Linked DNA regions of Mus musculus: region 2 is linked to region 1. A link is a contact called in public HiChIP or PLAC-seq data. All regions are on one chromosome and are shown on one strand. The core of a region is the stretch at or near the end of the contact, and the rest is flanking DNA. Distances in the headings are between cores, read along the strand shown.

Region 1 (5,796 bases), core at 1,370-3,869:
GCGATTACTTATCTGTTTCCAAGAATTTACCGGTACATAAATCTCTCTACCAACACATGTAGTAAAATCATCGCTCCTTTATAGAAATGGTTTCTGAGGTCAGCACTTGATATTTTCTCAAGAGGGCTCCTCGTAGCTGGCATAGCCTGAGCTCTTGCCCTATAGAGCAGCCAGTCTGTGGCTTAGCTTGGTCTTTGCCCCTGCTCCCAATGGTCAATCACAGTTTCTATTTAGAACCTGCTTCTCCAAGCTCTGTTGCAAATGGGTTTTCTTAGTTTGTTGTTTTCTTAGTTAGCTTTATTGCTGTGAAAAACACCATGATCAATTCAACTCTTATAAAGGAAAACATTTGATTGGGGCTGTTTTACAGTTTCAGAGGTTTAGTCCATTATCACCATGGCAGGAAGCTTGGCAGTGTGCCGTCAGACATGGTGCTGGGGAAGAAGCTGAGAATTCTACATCTTGATCGGCAGGCAGCAGAAGGAAACTGTGTCACACTGGGTGTAGCTTGAGCGTAGGAGACCTCAAAGCCTGCCCCAACAGTGATACACTTCCTCTAACAAGGCCACACTTCCTAATAGTGCCACTCCCTAAGTCCAACCATTTAAACATGTGGGTCGATGGGGCCATACCTATTCAAACCAACACAGGAGTGAATTTTTTTGTGGAGATTAGGAATTCCCTCTTTTTATGTCCCCTTCCTTTTTTTTCTCTAAGTGAATTCTCTGAGCCAGCAGTCTAGTGTTTTTTGGGTAAGGACTGACTACAGCAAGCTTTGCTGTCCTAGATACTCAGTGGAGGGATAAGGGCAGCTTCCAGGGCTCCTCCCATTTTGCTTCTTCTGGCACAAATCCACCCCTGCACTGGCCGTTGCTAAGGTGACAGGGCTCCAGTCTTCTCCACATGCCAAGAGCAAGGTTGGACATCCTTTTTATAAGTGGACTGAGCAGCAGAAGGGAGCAATCTCTTTAGTGAGTTCCCACCTAACAAGACATCATAGAGACAGGAAGGGAAATGGTGATGTCCTTGTCCTGCAGAAAAGAAATCCTCCTGGAGATAGAGGGGGAGGGAACCCTGTGTTCTCAGCTGTGTCAGCTGAAGCAGAGTTGGTACGGAGTCAGGAGAGAGGGCATGTTGTCAGAGTTGTTAGGGTCAGAGCATTGGCCCTGGCAGCTAACAAGCTAGGCTTGTCTTCCCATCCTCAATAGGACAATTAAAGAAGCAAATAATGGTGAGAAGCAGAGAAAGGAGATTTATTTACTCTCTGTGGCTACATTGAGAAGAGGAGGAGATGAAGGGACCCAATGACCCCCAAATCCATCTTTTGAGTCCTAAAATGAGGCTTGATTTAAGTAGAGGGCACTAGATAAATTATACACAAGTACACAGACCTGGTCAAGGTCCAGCCATGCCTACTGACTCATCCTTGTCTTGGGTCTAGTCTCTCCTGCGGGCACTCTGACATGTTGACAGAACTGTGAAGTCTCTTTCAGGGAGTCGGACTCGTCCTCTGGCTGCATCCGCCTTTTGCTTCTCCCAGCAAGAGACTTCTGGTGAAAATTCCAATGTCCTCTGATTCTGTGGTTGTAATATTCTGATAATCAAAAGGAAGGAGCTTTGGAACGATCTCCTCACATGTTAGGATGATTAAATGGAGCTGGATGTGTTTGAACCACGCTTTGCCTTTGGTACAAGATTCTCATGAGCTGCTGTTTCTTCATGTGCTCTTAGGATTATTTCTAGGAAACGTTAAAGGGTTCTTTCTCTACTAATAGTTTGTGTGGAGAGCTGGGCATGGCTGCTTGTTGCGATCTATGACGAAAATACAATTGTGGATGCAAAACTCAGAGTGAAGACTTCTTTGCTTCCTACTTTCCTTTAAGTGATGTTCACTTTGGCCTCCGTTGTGTATTGCTACCTGCTCAATAATCTCTTTTTTCTTTTTGTTCAATGAAAGTAGTTTTTTAATACAATGTATTCTAGCAAAATTCCCCCCCACCCCCCAGTTCCTCCTTCCTTCCCTTCCCATCTGAATCTACATCCCTTTTTCTCTCCTTAGAAAACAAACAGGAATCTAAGTAATAATAATAAAATGAAATAAGATAAACCAATAACAAAAAAAAAAAATCAAAATATGACAAAACAACCAAAGAAGAAAAAGATCCAAAGAAAGAAGCACAAGAAATATGTATCAACCTGGGCAGTGGCAGCGCACGCCTTTAATCTCAGCACTTAGGAGGCAGAGGAAGGCAGATCTCTGTGAGTTCAAGGCCTGCCTCGTATACAGAGTGAGTTCCAGGATAGCCAGGGCTACACAGAGAAACCCTGTTTCAAAAAAAAAGGGGGGGGGGAAGAAATATATATCAATGCACAGACACCATGTATACACACTCATAGCAGTCCCAAACCAGAAGCCCTAATGTATACATGAAAGGACCTATAAGGTAGAAAAATTAAAACAAACACTTGCCCTGACTTAACATTCGGAGACAAAGAACCCCCAAAAGATCCTGCTGCATTCATTTTGTGTGGGTGATCTGTGCCCTTCCCCCAGCCTCGAGCCAAGCTAAACAGACCTTGAGTGCTTGCCACAATGGGACCCAGGTGGAGTCATCTGCTTTGCTGCACCTGCAACCTCCTATAGGAACTTAGAAGAATAGACTGCCCCTGAGCTTGCTTTGCAACATAATCCAGCTGAAACAAAGGATGGGTTTTGTGGGTTTTCCCTTTATAGCTGCAGAATTAAGCTTTGTGCCTTGATGAGAACTTGTGTCTTAGCTTCATCCTTCTCTTGCACTCCTTTTCATTTCCAGCTCCCCTTTCAGGTAGATCCAGTTCTCCATGGCCGCTGGAGGCTATAGTGATCTATTGCTGAGCATGGGGCCTATCCGTAATGCTGTGGTCCATACCCGGCTCTTCTTCTCTCTTGGCTCTCTCTTGAAGGTAAGAGGACAGGGATGAGCATAGGCGTGGGCAAGACTTGTTTTGTTTGTTTGTTTTGAGATAGAGTTGCTGTTTAATAATAAAACATGTACCTATCTTAAGTCTAAATCACTTTGGTGTGATAGCTGACCTCTTTGAGTTCTCTTTGGGCCAGAAACTGCAGTCTCTGGCATTAGCACCTCACCATAAAACAGTAGGGGATTAAGTAAAGGTTTAATTGCTAGAACCTTTTCCCTTTTGTCCAGATGCCTCTCATTTGTTGGGCTAGGGGAAGTTTGGAGCAATAAACTTCTATTGAACCAGGAGAAGAGAATCACACTCACAGAAGGAAAAACTTTTACACAAGCAAATATGGATTAAACGTACAAAAATCCATATGCAAATTAATGCACACATATTAATAAATTTTCATTCAAATCAGTTGGGCACAACTTTCCTACTATCTCATAATTACATACTCACACACACATACATCCATACTTACATATGTGTATGGAGCAAAAGACCAAGCGCCAGTGCAGAAAGAACTCACTCATTCTGGATGAAAAATGAGCTCCAATCTTTAATGCATACAGAAAGAAAAAGCTTCTATCCTTTTATTGCTACATGAATTAAAACCAAGTCTGTAAGAAGAAAGCTTTGTTCTCTTTAGCCTTGTTATTAAGAAAAGACCTGTTCTGTCCCATGGTAAGGAGAAGCCTGCCTGCTCCTTCTGCTCTCTCTGCAGCTTCTTCTTTTTTCCTCTTTTCCTCTGCATTCTGCACATTGCTCTCTCAATTTTTTAAGTTGCCTTATATTTTCTAAGTTATTCCACTCTGCATTCTCCTTCTAATCTTGCTGTCTCCTCCTGCTCTGATGAACTGCTCTGCTCCCAATGCCTTACTCCCAAAGCCTTTATTCCCAGTGTTACGTTCCCATTGCTATCTCTCCAATGTTATATCTTCCAATGTGATCTTTCCCAGTCTTTTGTACCTTTCCTAGGAAAGTGGATCACATGGCTTTTCCAAGCATCCCTTTTTCAACAAAAGTTCACTAGAAGTTCAAACATAAATTGAATAAGAAGTTTACAACAGAGAATGTTTACATGCATATCCATTAAGAGTAATTATCTAGCTAAACATCATCTATTACCAGTTTGTTGTGGGAAATATTAAAGTAGACCAGCAAGCCTCTTACATTACTGCAGACCACTCTCTGTCCCATCATGGTCCCGCTAGACTACTCTCTGCTCACTAACTCTCTGGCAGGGTTGGAGTTCCCTTGGAGGATCGTTGTCACACCAGCCCCATGCAATGACCATCCACCCCAGGATCAGCCACCCCAACTCTCTGGCCAGGTGTGGTTCCACCGGCTCTGTCTCTGGCTAGCTACCGCAGTGACCAATTGCTATGTTCCCAGCTCTGGATCACTTCTCTCTGGAGCCCCTAGTTACCTCTCTGCCATAAACCCCAGTAGTTGGCGATCCCACATTTTAGTAACCCAATAAATCGAAACTCTAGAAGTTTATAATTAACAAGTCAGATTTATATATATCAATAAATTCTCAATTCCCAAGAAGCCAATACAATAATTTCAGAACCAATTGATAATGATAAAACCTGCCCACCTAGATTAGACAAATTATCCCAATTATTCTAACCTTTATGATATCATAACTACCTGTGGCTATCTAAAGCCACGCTGGTTCAGATTGTTCTTCCTGTCCGTCTGCCTCCATTTTGGCTTCCCCTTGTCTCCTGAGATGCTCTCTGTCTCTGCAATGCTTAGCTCTGTCTCCTTTTTCCTCTCCAATCACAGGCCTCCTGCTGCACTAATATTTTAGTTGATTGGACGGGAAAAATCCTGGCACACCAGTTCTACAGGCTCATGGAGAGTTAAAAAACATAACTTTTGTCATTAAGTTATTAATGAAGTTTTGTATAGATAAATTCAGTCAATATTTTGTCTTCTGTCCTTGCACCTTTAGTAAATCCTCAGTTCCCTTTTTACAACCATTGGTTAATGGTTTTACAACCTCTTGGAATGTGCTCTAAGTTGCAGTTGCCTGCTTACTATCTCAGAAGCAATTAACTTGTGACACTTAAAGACTGGCAGAGTTCTCAACACAGCTTTGACTTCAGAAAGGATTTAATAGCAGTCCTATTATAAAAGAGCCTAATAATTACTCATATAATTTTAGGAATTCTTATAGGATCATCATTAAGAATTAAGACATCATCTATTTGTCTATATAGCATCACTACAAGATGTTGTTTTGCAGAAATCTGCTCAAAAGGGTGGGCTAATACCTAGTGATATATATATATATATATATATATATATATATATATATATATATATATATATATTTGATAATATCAGGAAAAGCATATTAATAGCAGGAGTCTTTCCTAAAATGAAAATTTCCTTGGCTTGCATAAGGAGCAAATCTGTCCTAGATTTTTTTACTCCATGGCAGAACTATCTCAGGAGGATCACCTGCTAGTTTTTAGCTTCTCCTATATGGCTCCTGCCACCTTAAGAGTGGTTTGTTTCCCCAGTGAGATTCCATTGGTAAAATTAGTTTTTCATTTACAAGTAGCTATCAATGGAGATAGTTTCTTGGTTAGGGATGGGTGTGTGTGTCACTTCTTCTTTCAGATCCAGGACCCCAACTGGTGCAGACGCATGCAGGCCCTGTGCATGCTGCCTCAGACTCTGTGAGTTCAGATCTGCACCAGCCCTGCTGTGTTTGGAAGGCATTGATTTGTTGATGTCTTCTCTCTCCTGTGGCTCTTATAGTTTTTCTATCTTTTCTTCCACAGAGTTCCCTGAGACCTGAGGAGAGAGATTTGAAGGAGATATATCTTTTAG
Region 2 (6,067 bases), core at 1,836-4,335, 380 kb before region 1:
CTCCTGGGAACTGAAACTAGAGAAAGTCTAACAGTGAGTGAGGAGGGACTGCTGTGTGCATGGCCAGTGTTCACTGATTGGAACACTGTGTGTGTGTGCACACGCGCGCGCGTGCAATTTTAGTATAAAGAAACCATAAGAACAGAAAAAAATTCAGGTTGCTAATTCTTGAGGGTAAACGAGATACTACTGTAAGTAGCTGCAGTTGTATCAGCAACGCCTATTTTTTAGTATTTTTTTTAAGTTGCATTGTTGCCAGCTGACTATTAATTAGATATCGTGGAAAACCTCATTGATTGATATCTACTGTTCCTGGAGGGCTTATTAACAAACACGGGAATGGATGAGAGATCCTCCTAGCATAAGAAAACAGTACTTAAAATATTTGTCTTAAAAGAGATTTAGTTAGGACTTGAGAGTATAACTCAACAAATTCTTTTAATTAATATTTTATCTGGCAGGAAATATTTATGAGACATTACTAGCCTCATAAATGCAAATGGAATTTCTATAAATAGGTGAAAAAATAATTTCCTGTAAGTGTCATATTCTAAAGAGAAACTTTTTAACTAGGAATTCAGTCCCTGCTCATGAAAGAAAGAAAGAGAAGCAAATGAGAGAGGACAGAGGAGGTGTGTCTGCATGCTAATTAACAGTGATAACCCACAGCAGCCGGCTACCTTCTGTAGCCCTCATTAATTTCCAGACAATGAAAGACACACTTAGCACCTTTCAGGCTCTCTAAGTAGTTCTAAGTAGTTCTAAGCCATCCAGCAGTCTTGTCATTTATCCTTAGATGCCATTTGTGCTCTCTCGCAGACTTGGGCTGGAAACTCCCAGACCACCCTACATTTCTGAACAACAGTGGAGACTAAAAATCCCACCCACTACCTCTCATTATCCAGGCCTAGGCTAAAAACTGGACGTCGATTGTTCTGCCTCTGGTTCAAGGTCCCAACCCTTGAGAGAATGCTGTCGAAGCAGAACCTTCCTGCTCTACTTTGTTCCACCACGAGGCAGACAGAGCACCATGCTCTCTGTAGCAATCCAAAGGCCACTGCTGCTACACGGTGGAACACGAAGCCAAGACTCAGCAAAAAGCTTCATGTTGGGCATAGCTGGCTCTCAGAGCAACACAGCCCAGCTACTCCTGACAACCAGGAAACCAAAGAATTAAAGACCCCCTACTGAGCGTTAAACCAACACCTAATGGCTGTGCTGGCTAGTTTCATGGCAACTTTACACAAGCTAATTAATGTCTTCAGAAAGGAGGAGACCTCAACTTTGAGAATGACTCCCTAAGCTCTGGCCGTAGGGCATCTTCTTAGTTAGTGACTGATGGCAGAGGGCCCAACCCACTGTGGGTAGTCCCACCCCTGGATTCTATATTAAGTCAGACTGAGCAAGCCATGATGAGCAAGCCGGTAAGCACCACCTTTCATGTCCTCTGCATCAGCTTCTGAGTCCAGGTTCTGGTCATGTTGAGCTCCTGTCCTGACTTCCTTCAGTGATGGACTGTGAATGTGGAGGCAGAAGCCGAATAAACCCTCTCCTTTGGGTGCTGAACCCCAAAAACTGTGTAACAGACAGAGAGATGTTAAGGTTGGGACTAGTGAAGGCACCAGCAGACAGCCACGTGCTGGCTCTCCCAGACAGCAGCCCTCCCTGTGCAGTGAGTGACATTCCTGTCTTTCCTACGGTTCATTGAAGAATAGAGTCCTCTATGCTCAAAGCCAAGAACAGTCCACAAAAGAGGGAGAGTGGGGTTTGTGCCTGCAATGAGAAAGACCTAGGCTGGGGTAGAGACTAACAGTGGATTCCCAGAAGGAAGGATATTCAGACCCCCAGAGCAGCAGCCAATGTGGTCTGTACATGGAGGCTGTCACACAGAAAATGAAATACATTCAAGAGATCTATGCAGAGAAGTAGAAACAGAATAATGTACAACGGACTGGAAGGTGGGTGGAACCTTGAGGAAACACGGGGGTTCGGGGGCCGGGGGCCTTTTAATGCCATCATTGAAAAGCTTTTTCCTTCAACACATGTACATAGGACGTTGCAACAGAAATGACATTATAGTTTTAATATTTTACAAGAAGAACTTTTGGGAACAGAGAAGAAAGTAGAGAGTGGGAGGAAAGGCCAGCCCCCTTACCTGAAGATGGTTCAGGTCTCACTTGCCTTTCAAGGGAAGGCCATATCCATTTCAATGAATAGCCATTCCCACTCACCTATAGACTACCCTAAGCAGAATGCTCCAACAAAAGACCCACTTCCCTTCTCCCTTCTCTAGACTTTCCCCTTCAGTTATAATCAGGTCCCAGTCTCAAGAGCCAGACCCAGTAACAGCTTAAGGTCCCCCCCTAGACTGTGACTCCGGACTTCCAGGGGAATGTCCCCCACCTGCTGCATCTGGCTTCTTGATAGGCAGGGAAGTTCGGACAACAGCCCCCTCAAAGTGCCCAGAATGACTGAGCAGGTGTTCCCCCCTCCCCTTGCAAGGCTCTGAGCCTGAATTTTCTGCCCTAAGAGTTTCTTCTGTCTGCTCCTCCGCACCCTCTAAACACAGGCACGCGGGCGCTCACACACGTGCGGGGGCGCTTACACACGCGGGCGATCACACACACACATGTACACGTGAGCTTTCCCACATATTCACGGGAAGCTCTCACACACATCTGGTGGCGCAGGTCTCTGACCCTCGCTTAAGCGTGGCCAGAAGCACAGGAGCATCAACAAGGAGGTCTTGGAGGGAGGTGGCGAAGGGGGAGTAGTGGGCAGGAGAGTAGGGAGGAGGCTGCCCGCTCTCTCTGGCCCTGCGTCCGGCACCGGACTCCTTCCAAGTGACTGTGACCCCCGATACCAACAGCCCCCACCCATCTCCACCATATACCCCATTGTGCAAGCATTTCTCCCATTGCTGCCTTTCTTTGTGGTTCTCCTTTGCCTGTGGCCCTTTAAATCGCGTTCTATCCAGAGATTCAATTGTAGGGGGACAGAGGGAGGAGAACCCGGGAGGGGGGGCGGGGGGACGGGAGGAGATGGGGAGGGAGAAGAGAGGAGGGCGGAGAGGAGAGGGACAGCAGAGAGCCTCCCGCTGTTCTCTCTAGATAGAAGGGCGAGGCAGACCGGTGAAGGGGCGGGAGGTTTAGACGCCTCTGCTAGCTGGACCTGCGACACCAGAGTGGCTCGGGGCGTCTGCCCGTCCGTAGGCAATGCCTGAGGCTAGGGAATCCCCTGGAGAGCCCTGAGAGCCACCTGCACCGCCTTGGAAGGATCTCCAGAAGTTAGCCCCAAGGGTTCGGAGAAGCTCTCTGCGCTACAAGTAAGTTGTCTCCTTTCTCTCGCGTCCCTCCCCCAGCCCAGCGACTCCCCAAACCGGACCCTCACTAGGTGTCCTGTGGTTCTAAAAGAAGGCTTTCCCCTACCGGAGCCTGTCGGGTTGAGACAGGATGGGAACAAGATCCGGTGGTCCAAAGTTCAACAAACTGAAGCTGGCCTTAGCTGCCGGCCTCCCCAAGATGAGGAGTCCAGCCTCCCCAGGACCATAAACGCCCTGCTCCCAGAACCAGACCAGGATACCTGCGGGACTGAAACCTTCCATCTTTGGCTTGCTTGGCCAGGCCTTGGGAGGAGATAGAGAGAACCTTGCTCCCAGAAACAGCTTCAGGTGGGGGCAGAGATGGTCGGGTAGGGCGACCCCCTGGACTGTAGACTCTCTGCCCCAGCTGCTTTCTAATCTAACTGCTTTGCGGTACCAGTCTTCTCAGAATTGGTCACTACCTGTATGCTTTCCTTCTTTTGAAAACATTTCTGCAATTGTTCAAAAGAAGGGTTAAAGATAAAAGGTGGAGGAAGACAAGCTATAGCATTTTCCTGATGGTGGCTCTCCTTGGAGATCTGCTCTGTAGCACCTGATTCTGCCAGGGCCTCCTTTAAACGCAAGGGCAGGCCACTAGGAGGGGGGTTTCTAGCCTGGGACTGTGGAGCAGTGTTCAGTGTTGGCTTCTCGAAATTTCATGGGCTATTCCCAAAAGGCAGTGGAGACTCTAGCCTGCCCAGCATCCATACCAAGATCCCGGGGCGCTATCGAGGGGAACCTTTCAAACACCAGGCAAACAGTGGGAATGCAAATGCTCACTGTGACTCTTCTCAGTTAAACGGAGACTAGCAAGCCTGTCCCACAGCACAGAAATGGCAGCTCTGAGAGGGTGAGTAACTGAGATTACAACGGGAGAGTCTCCACAGTATCTGACTCCAAAGTGTAGCTATTCTTTCTCCTAAGCAAGCTGCCTGGGCCACCGAGCATGGGAATCCCTGCGGAGAAGCAGGGGACAGCAGCTAATATTTACAGAACCGGGGTGTTGAGCTGGAACGGGGTCCTGGGAGTTAACCTGTGGGGCAGAACTACGTTTTCTTGCTTTCTAGAGGGAACTAAAGTACACGGATGTCTGAGCTCTAAAGGGAGGTTCTAATCTTCACAGTCCTTGCCAGCCCCTGGCTTCAAATCCAGAGCTTATTACCAAACACTAACCCTGTAAGGTATACCACCTTCCTGGGATCCATGCCTTTGCTTAGCAATAGTCTCTCTCCACCTCCTTTGTTATTTGAGACACAGGTTATCACTATTCAGACCTGGCTAGCCTAGAACTCACTATGTAGACCAGATTGACTTCATAGACACCTGCCCACCTCTGGAGTGCTGGGATTAGAGGCATGAGCCACCATGTCTGTTTTACATGCATGCAGTCTTGAGTTCCAACCCAGGGTTTCCCAGGCTCTGGCAGGTGAGCTGAGCTGTGGGATTTATAAAAGGATTAAATTGGGCTGTGCCATCAAAGGCTTAGCTAGACTCCTTGGGATCAGAGACTTTTGAGTAAGTCCCCGATATACTTATCTTACAGGGGAAGGCTCAGCTTCCAGTGGGAGCCCTAGGGAACAGGGTGTACTTGGGAGCATGGCAGCATCAGATCACCACTGAAAGAGGTGCCATCCCAGAGATAACTTCATCCTCCAACAGCACCCAGCCATCTTCCCCACGCTGACCACCTAGCTGCCCAACAGCAAAAGCACCCACCACTCTGCCACCGCCTCTCCAAGATGGCTACCTACTGCTGGCCGGGCACTCTGAAACAGCACTTCTTGCTTAAGAGCACATCTGCTTTAAGCATAAAATGAGTGTGTTCTATGCTCCATCTAGCAAGCAGGTCAGTTGTGGGAGGGGAGAAGGCAGGAGGGAGGGCGGGAGATGGATGGAGTTGGTCATCCCTTCTGCCCAGAGCTGTCCCAAAGCAGAGATTTCTACTCTGTATAAGTCAGATCTCAGAAGGATTCCCCAGTGTATATTCCCCCGAGGCTGCTTTCTGTATCCTGACATTCAGAACACTCTTTTCATGGGTCCCATGGATATAATAAGGTATCCTTGTGACTGTATCCTGTTGGCCTTGCTCTTTATGGTACATGATGAACAGGCTGCAAGGTTCCTCTGTAAGGGACCTTACAAGTGTATGACTGGGTTTCTGATCCATGAATTCAATTCAGGAGCCTTCTAAGGCTACTGTGGTCATCTGCATAGCAGTGGGCTTGGTCTCCGGTTCCCACTCCCTCCTTAGATTCTGGGACTCTGAATACCTTCTGGGACCAAGCCACCAGAGGGTATGCTGGAAGTTCAAATGCCTGAAAACTTCATCCACTTCTGAACACTATTTAAAATCAGCTCAGCATCCAGTTGATCACCTAGCACGCACCAAGAATACATTATTGTTGGAGCCTTTCGAATGTAGTCATCTGGGCAGGGTTGTTTTCCATTTAAGAGAACATTAGCTAAAGCTTGCCTGTATTTTCCAAGCAAATACTGACCAGAATTTTAGACTGCGGGTGGAGGACAATGGGGCAAAATTGAGTCGGGGGGCAGGGATCCATGAGTGGCGCAGTGTAGCCATTTTAGATTAAGCTTTCCACTATGTGTTAACTGGTCACTGAGAGGCAGTGTTTCTGAGGGGACCCATCAGCAGCTGACTACTAAGACACTTCTCAGCCATGGAGAAATTTTCCCATCTCTTTGTCT

What was found. HiChIP or PLAC-seq counts read pairs in DNA pulled down with a chosen protein or histone mark.
Region 2: a contact with region 1 is called in an H3K27ac HiChIP or PLAC-seq map of embryonic stem cells, with 7 times the contacts expected there. The contact joins the promoter of Kcnj5 here to the enhancer-like site in region 1. A contact is called at or near these places in 7 of 39 promoter capture datasets (cranial neural crest, embryonic stem cells, frontonasal cranial neural crest and 3 more), 3 of 484 Hi-C or Micro-C datasets (differentiating embryonic stem cells, myocytes and neural progenitor cells), 3 of 115 datasets of contacts at active chromatin or transcription factors (embryonic forebrain, embryonic stem cells and forebrain) and 2 of 9 other capture datasets (adipose tissue and embryonic stem cells).

The regions. Positions count from the first base shown.
Region 1 is chr9:31,957,509-31,963,304 of GRCm38.p6, reverse strand. No RefSeq gene overlaps it. Among named protein-coding and RNA genes, the nearest start is that of Barx2, 47 kb to the right of the region's middle. Within about 2 kb of position 2,619, at least 9 of the 459 cell types and tissues checked have an H3K27ac peak or open chromatin away from gene starts, as enhancers often do. A contact at or near this core is called in differentiating embryonic stem cells and embryonic stem cells, where this site is marked.
Region 2 is chr9:32,341,362-32,347,428 of GRCm38.p6, reverse strand. It overlaps Kcnj5 (potassium inwardly-rectifying channel, subfamily J, member 5), which reads left to right and starts at 3,085. Exons shown (of 4, transcript NM_010605.5): 1 at 3,085-3,325; 2 at 4,905-5,207.